Regions from separate parts of the Mus musculus genome. Here all the other regions are linked to region 2. The links are chromatin contacts, called in public HiChIP or PLAC-seq maps. All regions are on one chromosome and are shown on one strand. The core of a region is the stretch at or near the end of the contact, and the rest is flanking DNA. Distances in the headings are between cores, read along the strand shown. Region 1 has its middle 27 kb from the start of Trim8. Region 2 holds the start of Fbxl15 (F-box and leucine-rich repeat protein 15). Region 3 holds the start of Sfxn2 (sideroflexin 2).

What was found. HiChIP or PLAC-seq counts read pairs in DNA pulled down with a chosen protein or histone mark.
Region 1: a FOXA1 HiChIP or PLAC-seq map of pancreatic cancer cells shows a contact between it and region 2. The contact joins the enhancer-like site here to the promoter of Fbxl15 in region 2. A contact is called at or near these places in 1 of 39 promoter capture datasets (macrophages), 1 of 15 datasets of contacts at CTCF or cohesin (CD8 T cells), 4 of 484 Hi-C or Micro-C datasets (the G1E-ER4 cell line, embryonic stem cells and nephron progenitors), 4 of 115 datasets of contacts at active chromatin or transcription factors (embryonic stem cells, memory CD8 T cells, microglia and 1 more) and 3 of 9 other capture datasets (adipose tissue, liver and pancreatic islet).
Region 3: a contact with region 2 is called in a FOXA1 HiChIP or PLAC-seq map of pancreatic cancer cells. The contact joins the promoter of Sfxn2 here to the promoter of Fbxl15 in region 2. A contact is called at or near these places in 5 of 39 promoter capture datasets (cranial neural crest, embryonic stem cells, liver and 2 more), 4 of 484 Hi-C or Micro-C datasets (embryonic stem cells, nephron progenitors, neutrophils and 1 more), 6 of 115 datasets of contacts at active chromatin or transcription factors (bone marrow-derived macrophages, effector CD8 T cells, embryonic stem cells and 2 more) and 3 of 9 other capture datasets (adipose tissue, liver and pancreatic islet).

Annotation. Positions count from the first base shown.
Region 1 is chr19:46,526,340-46,530,444 of GRCm38.p6, forward strand. No RefSeq gene overlaps it. Among named protein-coding and RNA genes, the nearest start is that of Trim8, 27 kb to the left of the region's middle. Within about 2 kb of position 2,517, at least 198 of the 459 cell types and tissues checked have an H3K27ac peak or open chromatin away from gene starts, as enhancers often do. A contact at or near this core is called in CD8 T cells, embryonic stem cells, liver and 5 more, where this site is marked.
Region 2 is chr19:46,326,795-46,330,591 of GRCm38.p6, forward strand. It overlaps Fbxl15 (F-box and leucine-rich repeat protein 15), which reads left to right and starts at 1,390. Exons shown (of 4, transcript NM_133694.2): 1 at 1,390-1,732; 2 at 1,881-2,034; 3 at 2,294-2,799; 4 at 3,308-3,652. The coding sequence starts at 1,680. The coding sequence ends at 3,497. It overlaps Psd (pleckstrin and Sec7 domain containing), which reads right to left and starts at 362. Exons shown (of 18, transcript NM_028627.2): 1 at 290-362. It overlaps Cuedc2 (CUE domain containing 2), which reads right to left. Exons shown (of 9, transcript NM_001164291.1): 9 at 3,018-3,797.
Region 3 is chr19:46,571,596-46,575,139 of GRCm38.p6, forward strand. Sfxn2 (sideroflexin 2) reads left to right here and starts at 1,770. Exons shown (of 12, transcript NM_053196.3): 1 at 1,770-1,864. Arl3 (ADP-ribosylation factor-like 3) reads right to left here and starts at 1,587. Exons shown (of 6, transcript NM_019718.3): 1 at 1,445-1,587. The coding sequence starts at 1,447.

The sequences.
Region 1 (4,105 bases), core at 1,267-3,766, 200 kb after region 2:
CAGATTGCAATTGGGGGGGGGGTGAGGGGGGCACAGAGGGCCCTAAAAATGCAGCTTGACTGAGCACTAAACTGTGTTTTTGCCTGGAGCCAATCAGGAGTCTCTGATGAGAGCCTGTTCCCACTTACAAATCTAATTGCAGGAGGTGTGGTTGGGGTGGCCCTGGGATCCTCAGAGAGAGAGGGGGGTCTGCCAGCCCCTCCGGGAAGGCTGGCGGCAGGCAGGCAGACTGCTTGTATGTTGCTTTGAGAGTCACAGAGCCACACAGGGTTAGGAATGGAGGTGGAGGCAGACGCCTTGGGAGTCTGGGAAAGTGCCAGATTATTTTTGTTATAGCTGCAGAGATTTCACATACATTACACACCGAGCATAACTACTCTCGAATCCTCCTAGTTCTCTATTTTACACACAAGAGACTGAGGCATGAAGAAGTGTCTACTACTCGCTGAGTTGGTTCTTTCCATCTAACTTTGTGTGGGCTCTGGGGACTGAACTCAGGTTTCCAGGCATGGACTCTGAGCTCCTCTCCCTGTTGTCTACATAACCCAGGCTGCTCCTGAGCCCACCCACAAGAGAGAGATCTTCCTACTTCTGCCTCTCAGATATTGGGATTGAAGTCGTGTGCTACCATAGCTGGACATTTTGTGTTGGTTTTGAAATAATTTACTATGTTACCTAGGCTAGTCTTGAGCCTGTTAGTCCCTGGGCGCTGGGATTACGGGCACATGGCCCCTGAGTGCTGGGATTACTGGCCTGTGCCACTCTGCCTGGCTGAGGATGCAAGCCCACTGCTCTTCACAAGTCCTCTTTTAGTCCTTGGTAGGAACATCAGGTTTATCAAAAGAAAAAACCAAAACAGAATGGAAGTTCAATTTTAATTTCAGATAAATAATGTTTTCCTGAGTATTATAACAAAGTCCCAAATATTGTATGGAGTACAGCTGAAGTAAAAACTAGTCTTTATTTGAAATTCAAGATGAACTGAATGTCCGGTGACACATCGGACACCTTGTGCCTTTTCTCTCCTCTCGCCTCGCCTCTGGCTTCCCTCTCCTGCCGGTTGCTCACCCTCTGTTGTGGGTAAGGAGGGACCCTAGGAGTAGATGAAGGGGTGAGCAAGACCATAGCCCTCTAAGCCTGTCACCTTTCATGAGTGTCCCCATTAGACTTCTGAGTTTTTGAGATGGGGTTTCAAGTAGCCCAGGCTGCCCTTCCAAAGGCTAGCATTTTCTCTGGGCAGCTTCCAGCAAGAGGACTCAGTAGTAGGCAGTAGGTGACTGCAAGTGTCCCTGGCAGCCCTAATGTTCTTGACGGCTCCCTCCTTTTTGCCATCCATGGGGCTGAACCTATGCAAAGGAAGGAAAGAGATGTGCAACTGTGCTTTTGTGATGAGAGGACCTGAGGCCCTGGGGACTGGGAGTCCGGGAAGAGCAGGCAGTGCTAGCCTAGGGGACAACTGGTGCAGAGGGCTGTGGGAGGCAGCTGCTGAACAGGCAGGAGGTGAGGGCTGGGACTGAAGTGGGCTGTGGTACTGTTTCTTTGTTTTTTGTTTTTTTTTTTTTTTTTTTTTTTTCCTTTAGAGACAGCAGGGGACCTAGGTTTCTGGCTCCACCAATCCTTACAGGAGCTGTGATGCTGGCAAATTCCTTAGCTGAGGCAAAGGCCTCTCTGTTTCTTCCACTGCAAAGTGGGCTTAGTGCTGCCTAGTTACGCAGGAGGTGCATGGGGCTAGGGGTAAGGTGAGGCGGGTGGCTGCTGCTGCTGCAGCAATGGCGGTGGTGGTGGTTTTCATATCACCTGGTGGTGGTGTTTTTTTTCTGAAAACAGCCCTCCCTTGAGGAAACCTAACCTCCAAAAGGGCAAAGCTGCTTAGGCCCTCTTGGAGTTCCAGCAGAGATCACAATCCACTCCAAGACCGCCTTCGTTGCAGCTACATTTTATTTGTTGCGTTTTTTTGACAGACGTCTAAATTATACATTGAGCTTTCCACGTGACCAAACACCGCGTCCCTTCCTTTGATTATCATTTTCAAAAGGGACTAAAAAAAAAAAAAAAAAAGAACCTTCCGATGGATCACACCGAACCCCGAAACCACATGGAGAGCAGAGCTAAAAATAAAGGAAGAAGCATCCCGAAAAGGAGAGGGAGGGGGGAATCAAAGCGCACTGTGGAAGGGAATGGAGACACTGGGCCTGGTGAGGGTGACATGGTGTCACTCTCTCCAGGCCCAGGCCGGATAAGGAGCGGCCAACAGTGAGGGTGGGGCACGGACTGGCATAAAAATAGCCACCACTTTAGTCCGGAGGGGAATAAAGAAATCGTCAGAGACAGGGGACAGAGGGAGGGAGGGAAGTGTGGGGGAGGGCTTCGGTAAGACTGTCCTTCTGCAGCATCTCAGGCTGTGGACTTTTCTACCGGGCAGAGCGAACCACCGGCATAATCGCTGACTTTCAGCTGTGCACCGACATGTTCCCCAGCTCAGCCCCACATCAATGACACCCTTGTTTCCATAGTAACCAAGGGAGAGCGAAGGGGAAAGGGTGTATTGCACTGGGCGAAGGGAATCCAGCCAAAAGGAGCCACACAGGGAGGGTGAGAGCAGGGCTCGGTTTTTCCCACAACTGCTTGGAGTATACACTGTGGACTTTGCCTGCCCTCTGGCCTCGGCCCTCGCCCCCTGAACATTCAGAAGCAATGGTGCGCAGAGCAAAAGTCTTACCAGGGCTCACTGGGATGGGGGGGGAGGCACAGGGGCGGAGCATGCCCTTTCTAGCTTCAGACTCTGTTCTCTGGCCATGGCCACAGGGGGCAGGGGTGGCACGGCAGAAGGAAACGGGACTTTACAAGCATTCTGGTTTTACAAATGGGAGCTTTCAAACTGCAGTTTTCAGGCTCCATTCATTTATCCCCGGAGCCCCCGGAGGGTTCAACAGGGCTCACAGGGAAGATAAAAGCCTGTGACAACCACAGTTGTCTCTGGTGTCTCTAGCTGGGAAGCAAATGCGGACATTTACAGAGACAGCGATCAGAGCAGGGCAAGTCGCTCTGCCTATGAGCTGGAGCCGGGGGGTGGGGGTATGGGTGGGGGTCGGGGCTGTTTAGAACAGTTCCTTTAGTTGGTGGTAAGAGACCAAAAATGCATTACAACTCAAGCTCTTCCAAAGTCAGAGAGAGTCCCCTGGTGCAGCATTCCAAAACTGGACTTCAAAGCAGGCTTCCAGCCCCCCAGACAACATCCTGAAGCATATTTGTAAGGAAAAGCAAGTCTCAAGGGCCAAAGCTACATCTGGTGGCCTGAGATGGGGCATTTCCGATGCTTTATAGCTGTTTGCCACCCTTCAAAGCTAGAGGGATTCGGGTGAGTTAGAGAAGTCGATGGGAGAGGCGGCGGGCTAACTAGCTGAGGTTTAAAAACCTCACCTTCTTTTGTCTTGCAAGTCTTTACAGGCCCGTGCCTGTGCACTGCTACCCCACACCTCTCCCCAGCCTTTGTTGATAGCTTTCCTCCTGGCCACCTTTCAAACTGTCCAAGTTTCTCCCTCTCCAGAGTCCAGAATAAGCTGGGTACCATGGAGCAGGGACTTCTGTGGCACTTCCTGTCTTTGCCACCACACCGTGGTGGGCTTGGAAAGGGCCACCTCCCAGGATGAGAAGGCAGCTGGCCTCCCTGGCCCTACCAGGCATTGGATAGCCTCTTATTTATCCTCTGAAAAGCCCTGAGCTCTTGCCCAGAACAGTTGAATTCAGGAGCAGGCTATGCCCTGGTCTGCTTTCAGGGTTTGAGGCTGGGATTTCTGAGGGCTCAGGCAAACTCCTTTGGCAGTGGGGGAACGAATGGGAGGGGGGTACCATCCCTTCTGATCAGACCACAACAGGGTTGCTGGAAAGGGGTAGAAGAGCGCAGCATGGGACGAGTGGCTTTGGGGGGGGGGGAGGGGCCCAGCCCATGCTCTCAGCCTGCAGCAGATCCTTCCCACACCGTCTAGTTGCCAGCTCTGTAAGAATTGATCTCTTCTCAGAATCGATCTGCCTGGCTTTTCTCAGTGGAGCAGGTTCATGGCACAGCTGCATTTATTTTTAAAATCTGATAGCATCGGCCTATTGT
Region 2 (3,797 bases), core at 140-2,639:
CCAGGAGGAACTTCCTTACTGCCTAGGTTAATCGTCCCGCCTTTTCAGGGACGAGAGTTTAGAAGGGATGACCCCGAGACTGGGACAAGAAGCACAGGCAAACCTTGTGCCCTTGGCCAGGGTGGAAAAGGGTCTGGCTCTTTTAGGAAAACGCCACACGAGTTACTATGGTAACTATTCTCCTTTGGAAGGCCAAGACCGGCAAGTTATGACCTGGGAAGAAAGAGAGGGTCGATTCGGGTGGCCAGAGGGTGCGAGGACGTTCGAAGCGGGGGTGCGCGGGGCTCACCGCGGGGAGGGGTGGCGCGAGTTCCGCGAGGTGCTGAAGGGGACAGCGCCAGATTTGTCGTAATGCGCAAGCGCAGAGGCGCGAACAAAGGGGGGGGTGTGGAGGCGCGCGCCCGGAGGTGGTGCGCGCCCACATCAATCTTGCAGAGATCCTTCCAGGCTACCCCTTCCCCAAGTAGACTGAGACGAGGAAGCAATCCCCTCATCCACCTTCACCCTCTTGTGTCTTTCCGGTGCTAGTTGGCTTTTCTCTTTATGCTACAATTCAGTAATGAGGTAGTGTAGAAGGAATTCTGGGAAAACCAGGATTTCTGGGTTCTTTATCCTTGCTTCGTTTGATCCTGGTTAGGGAGCTTTCTCCCTAGAGCCTCGATTTGCCTGTCTTTAAAATGGACGGTCCTTCCTACCTTTGCTGATGTACCCAAACCCCTGATAAGGATGGGAAGCAGTTTTCGTTACGAAGCGGCTGAAATGTTTGCATAAGGGCACGCAATCATGTAGATAGGATGCAGCGGTCTTACAGTCTTTCGCATGCCCCACACCCACCTCAGATGTTGGAGGAAAATATTACGCCAGGGGTTCTCCAGAGAGGGACTTGGGCTTAGTATCTGGGGGTGCAGTGAAAGGGGAGCCTAGTGGTTGAGCTTTGGGAAGACAATGTCCCTACAATTAATCCAGGACCAGTCAAAGCAGTACGGCTAGTGGCCTGCACTGAGCAGGCAATTCCTCTCGGACTCTGGACCGCTGGAAAGCAGACCTGGCTGGTCCTATATAGTCCTTTGTCCTTAGGCAAAGAGCCGGACTACGCTGCCCTGAAGTGGAAAGAGATGGATGTCATGATTGTGCATTTCACAAGAAATGGCAGGTTTAAACAAGTGTGCTTGAGAGTAAAAGCCCTAGCGTCGCCCATTTAATCTAGTCTTTTGGCAGTTGCTTATTGAGCACCTAGTACATACCAGCTAGTTATAGTCTGGGCAGCCTCTCCCCCTTTTCTTTTTCCAAAGTCGCTTAAAGGCGACCAGAGGACAGAAGGAGGCACTGGGTAACCTAGGAGTCCTGGCTCCGCCCCTTCTGCCTTTGGCCTTGTCTGCTCCTCCCATCACCACTCAGAGGCGGCTACTGGCCCGCAACGGAGACCGAAAGCAGTGTTCGCTCGCCGCTACTCCAGCCTCGGGCTTCAAGCCCTGTAGCTGAGAAGACATCTAATGGTACATCACTGGTCCGTTCTGCCTCAGTTTCGGGATCCATCCGAAAAGCTTCCTGACAAGGATTCTCAGTGAGACCGCACTCGATTAAATCGGTCTGTCTCTTCCGACCAAGGAGGCGGGCTCGCCGCAGCCGCTTCAAGGCCAAAGCGAGTGGAGCTTACTGCGCACGCGCAGTAGACAGCGATGGAGCCACCAATGGAGCAGTCCGGAGGGGAGCAAGAACCAGGAGCTGTCAGGTACCGAGCACTGGAGGGGCCTAGGGAGGGAGGGCAGCCGAGTCTGGGCCGGACGCGGATCCCTCTTGCCAGCCGGGACTCTCGGGTATAACAGAAGGACTCGCACGTAACAGCGGCCCGGGGACGTCAACGCCGTTTTCCCCCTCAGGCTCCTGGACCTGCCCTGGGAAGACGTGCTGCTCCCGCACGTCCTGAACTGGGTCCCGCTGCGCCAGCTGCTCCGGCTGCAGCGCGTCAGTCGCGCCTTCCGGGCGCTCGTTCAGCTGCACTTGGCGAGGCTGCGCCGCTTCGACGCCGCTCAGGTGAGCCGGGGCCCGGAGCCACGCCCACGCCACGCCCCCGCGTGGGTACCACCGTCGCCCCGCCTCCAGGCCAGCCCCTGCTGCGCGGTAAACCCTTCCCGACCCCGGGTGAGACGTGGAGAATTCCAGAGGGCAGCGGCTCGGAGGGAGCTCGGTGTCCCTTCTGGGAGGGCAGGGGGCAAAGTCCCGAAGTTAGGCGGCTGCCAGGCAGTGGCCCGCCCCGGGGACAGACTTGAGTCTCCGTGTCTCCCGCCCGTAGGTGGGTCCACAGATTCCACGGGCGGCACTAGCCCGGCTACTGCGGGATGCTGAGGGGCTGCAGGAGCTGGCGCTGGCTCCGTGTCACGAATGGCTGTCGGACGAGGACCTGGTGCCGGTGCTGGCACGGAATCCACAGCTCCGGAGCGTAGCGCTGGCCGGCTGCGGCCAACTGAGTCGCCGAGCCCTGGGGGCGCTGGCTGAGGGCTGCCCGCGTCTGCAGCGCCTTTCCCTCGCTCACTGTGACTGGGTGGACGGGCTGGCACTGCGTGGCCTCGCTGACCGCTGCCCGGCTCTGGAGGAGCTAGACCTCACCGCCTGTCGTCAACTCAAGGACGAGGCCATCGTGTACCTGGCGCAGAGACGCGGCGCGGGCCTCCGCAGCCTCTCATTAGCAGTCAACGCCAATGTTGGGGACACTGCGGTTCAAGAGTTGGCTCGAAACTGCCCGCAGCTCGAGCACCTAGACCTCACCGGCTGCCTTCGGGTCGGAAGCGACGGTGTCAGGTGCCTGGGCATGGGGGCGGTACTGTAGGAAGTGGGCAGTCACTTTGGGGATAGGGAGGTGGGTTGTACTTGTCAAAGACCCATTAGAAAGACCTCTGGCATTTTTTAGGCTAGAAAGTGTACAATTAAAAACAAAACAAAACCAAAAACCAAAACCAAAACAACCCCCCCAAAAAAAAAACAAAAACAAAAAATAAACAGACTTGGGAGCCAAGATTGACACACTGAGAAATGTCACATAAAGTTGATTTCTGGCATTTCTGCAACAAGGTGGGTAATCTAGAAACACTGGAAGGAACTATGGATTGGTACTCTCTAAGAACCAGAAACCCCAAATGAGCCTGGAGTCTGTAATTCCTTCCTGGCCCCTTCCTTTAGGTACAGTAAAAAAGAGCAGACCCTGAGCTGGAGGGAAAGCTAGAACTTGCTGGAGCCAGCTGCGGGTTTAGAGGGCTGGCCCTCCAGACCGTGAGATTCAGCACCTAGCATCACCATACTCCTCCCTCAGGACACTGGCCGAGTACTGCCCGGCGCTGCGCTCTCTGCGGGTGCGGCACTGCCACCATGTGGCTGAACCGAGCCTGAGCCGCTTGCGGAAGCGTGGTGTGGACATCGACGTGGAACCACCCCTGCACCAGGCTCTGGTGCTACTCCAGGACATGGCAGGCTTCGCACCCTTTGTCAACCTACAGGTCTGACTAACTTTCCTTGGGGTGGGAGCACAGCTGGACTGTGTAGCCCGGGCTTGACCCTGAGCCATAGGGAAACTGAACTGTGGGGGCCTGTGGTTGACAGGCCTGTGAAATCCCCTGTCCCACCCTGGAATTTCAAATAAAGAGCTTTTTACCCCTTCTTGCGTGGTGCATAGGGGACGGGAAGCTGGGAACTAGTCAGAGAGACAGGTTTTTTCCCTGCCCTGGGGGCAGAAATGAGCAGAATGAGCATATACCTTCCTTGGACCACTTTTACTGTGCTCTTGAAGGAAGCCCCAAGAATAG
Region 3 (3,544 bases), core at 520-3,019, 250 kb after region 2:
TGTCTTCAGATACACCAGAAGAGGGCATCAGATCTCATTATGGGTGGTTGTGAGCCACCATGTGGTTGCTGGGATTTGAACTTCAGACCTTCAGAAGAGCAGTCGGGTGCTCTTACCCACTGAGCCATCTCACCAGCCCTAGGCTTTGCTTCTTAAGTCAACAGAAATGCCTCAATATTTTCACAAAAATATTGTGTGTGTGTGTGTGGGGGGGGCAACAGGAACCTGTTCGGAGCAGTTAGTAAGCCAACCAACCTGTTCTAAATGCCTTAATATCAAGTTTTCTTTGACTAGCTCTAAAAATATTCATTTCCCCATAACTTCATTTTTACTCTCCATCTACCGCGTACAGAATCAACAAGGGCAGAGAGATGTTCAGCAACGCTCAGTGTTCATTTGCCAGCATCCACGCGATGGTTCCCAGACATCCGTAACTCCAGTTCCAGGCAACCAAAGCTCTCTTCTGGCCTCTGCAGGCACCAGGCACACACGTGGAGCACAAACATACATTCAGGCTAAACACCCATACATATACATTAAATAAAATAACGATTTTAAAAAATCAACAAGGAACCGAGTGTTTCTGGTCAAAAATCTGTCACACATCATACACTTTGGAAAAGCCTTAATTAAGGTTAACGGAGACAAGGCTTGCTTCAAATTGATGCTCACTTTCTATTGTTCATTCTTTTTAGTTTGAGGTGAAGACCTTTGGTCCTCCTGTGGCCTCAGGCAAAAGGACACTGCAAATTTGAAGGAAAAGCTAGGACACGGGAGGTTAATTTGCTTCTATCTACATGGAATAAATACGGAGCAAAAAATCGCTCATCAACAACCATTATTTCTTCGCAGAACTTTCAGCGATTAAGTTGGGACTGCAGGAGCGCACCCACCACAGAGACATCCATTCCCAGCGGTACCTCTTATTGTCCTGGGACTTACTCCCTACACACCTCTCACTCAGAGACGCGAGCATCTAGGAAAGCCAGGTTACAGCTCCCTGGTGCTGCCAGGGTGATCTCAAAGACAGTAGAGCCGCGCCTCTCCCACTTTTGGCTGGTTCTCAGATGAACCCCACAGTCCCGAGGCGCCGAGAGGTCGACTCTGCAGTAAGATCTGAGAGCTTGGTCTGATCTCCGCAGCTCTAGAGTCGCCTTCATCCCAGTCCCTAGAAAGATGATGGTGCCCAGGCTTCCCCGCTAGCCAAGCACTCCATGCCTCGAATCTATCGCAAACCCCTCTTTTCTCTCCAGGCCTAGGCCTCCCTCCAGGCCCACTTTAGGGGCTCCTCCTTCGCCCCTGAAACCGATCTAGAACCCCAAAGATCAAGGCGAGCCCCATCCCACGTCCTCCTCGGCTTTACGCGCAGCGCCCCGCCCTGGGACTGGTGAAAGGAGGGGGGGTGACTGGTCAGCTCTGGAGGGGCCAGGGCCCCCACACTCACCATCCTCAAGCCGAGTCCCTCCTCCTCCTCCTCCGCCTCCTCCTCCTGCCTCCCCCGTTACCAGGGGTAACTGCTGCGGCGCCGCCCCTGACGTCCCTCGCACGCACAGCGGAGGAACGGAGCAGCGGGATGGGGCGGGGTTCTGCTCCTCTCTACCCAAAGTGCGCAAGCGCGCCAAAGCGCCCGCCCATTGCGCAGGCGGTCTCGGGAGGGGCGGGAGGGCGGGGCGGGCTGGTGAGCGACCCAGCGGGAGGTGCAAAGCCGCCCACGTGGCTGGCCGGAGCCTGTGGCCTCTGATTGGTCGGAAGTGGGGGCGTAGGGCGAGGGGGTGGTTCCCGGGCCTAGCCGCGACACTTCAGTTCTGCTTTCCTGGTCAGCTTCGCCTGGTGGCAGTCGCGGGGTGCATCCCTCTGGGACCAGGTAAGAGTTCGCAAGTGCAGCCAAATGCACAGCTACTCCTAATCCCCGCGCCTCCGAAGGGAGCGTGGTTCTGCTCTGTTGCGGCTGCCAGGCGCTGCGTGCTGGACTTGCATCTGCAGAAGCCGCGTGGCCGGAGGGACCCACCAGGGCTCCAATGGATTCTTCCCTTCTGACCCCGGTTGTCTTCGGGTGCCAGGCTTTAGGGCTCAGGAGTTGCGGCTACGTCTCTATCTCCACATTCTTGTTAGAATCCAGGATAGGTGATTTGTACTGTGTTGGGGGAGGTCGCCTGAGAGAGGGCGAGAGATAGGGAGGTTGGGGACCGGTCCCTAGCATTGAGGTTAGCTGGCAGCGGGAGTGTTAGATTGTTTGGGATCTGCTGGATTTTGCTAAACCGGGTTAGACTGCAAGCGCTACCTCCCGCTCCTCTCACGCCCAGGGCCGACCACAGGACCTTTGTGGCATGTTGGTTCCCGACAACCTGCCTTCGTGGAAATTGCATTCTTCCTAGTGGAATGTTTTTTTTTATATGAGGTTTAATTTCCTTACAACCCTAGAAATCGGTTATTGTAGATGATAAGAGTCCGGACTTGAACTAACTTGTAAACTATTTTTTTTTTTTACTTGTAAACTATTTTATAGTGTTGCTTGTAAACACTGTGGCCCAGGTAGGAGTGCTGTTTGCCCCCGGGGACTGAACTCAGAATGCAGGGGTTTGTACAGGGTAGGCAAGCACTCTGCCACCGACCTACATACACTACACCCCACACCTCAGAGCTGTTTATACCTGTTAATAAGCAGAGAACTCTTCCAACAGCTCATAGTTTAGGTAGAAGTGGTATCTCTGGAAGTCTGTTGATGTGTGTTTACCTGTTATCTATCTTACAGGTCCATGTATGTCACGTACATAGAGAGCAATTCCTGTCGCAAAGAAAGGGTGACATATTATTATTATTATCAATAGTTTAATCTGGGGTTCAGGCGTTACCTCTTTCACCAACCTAGTTGCCATTACTTAAACAAAGGCAGATTTTTCCAGTATGGGTTTTCAGGTTTGTTGTCGTTGTTGTTTTGAGAGTCTTACTATGGAACTCTGGCTGGCCTGGAACAAAACTATGTAGACCATACTGGCCCTAAATTTGCACAGGACTGCCTCCTTCCTGGGTACTTCTGGGCACTGGGTACATAGTGCGAAGCTTTCAGGTCTTTTTTACAACCAAGTAAAGAACTTTCTATAAAACCTTTAAAACTATTTGCTTTACGTATATGAATGTTTTGTCTGCATGTATGTAAGTGCATCATCACATGTGTCTTTGGTACCCGGGAGCTGGAGTTATGGGTGGCTGTCAGTCACCAGGTGGGTGCTGAAAACTGAACCCAGGGATTCTTGCAGAGCAGCGATTGCTCTTTAAAGTGCTGAGCCATGGCTCCAGCCCCACAGTCAGAAACATCTGCTACCTGCCTACTTGTATCGGATCCTTGGAGGGAAAAGTCAATTCTGAATCTTGACTAAAGAAGTTCAAGGTGATCAGACAGAAGGTGGTGGCGCACGCCTTTGATCCCAGCCCTTGGGAGGCAGAGGCAGCTGGATCTCTGAGTTCGAGGCCAGCCTGGTCTACTAGGACAGCCAGGGCTACATGGAGAAACCCTGTCTCAAAAAAAGGAAAAGGAAGAATAAAA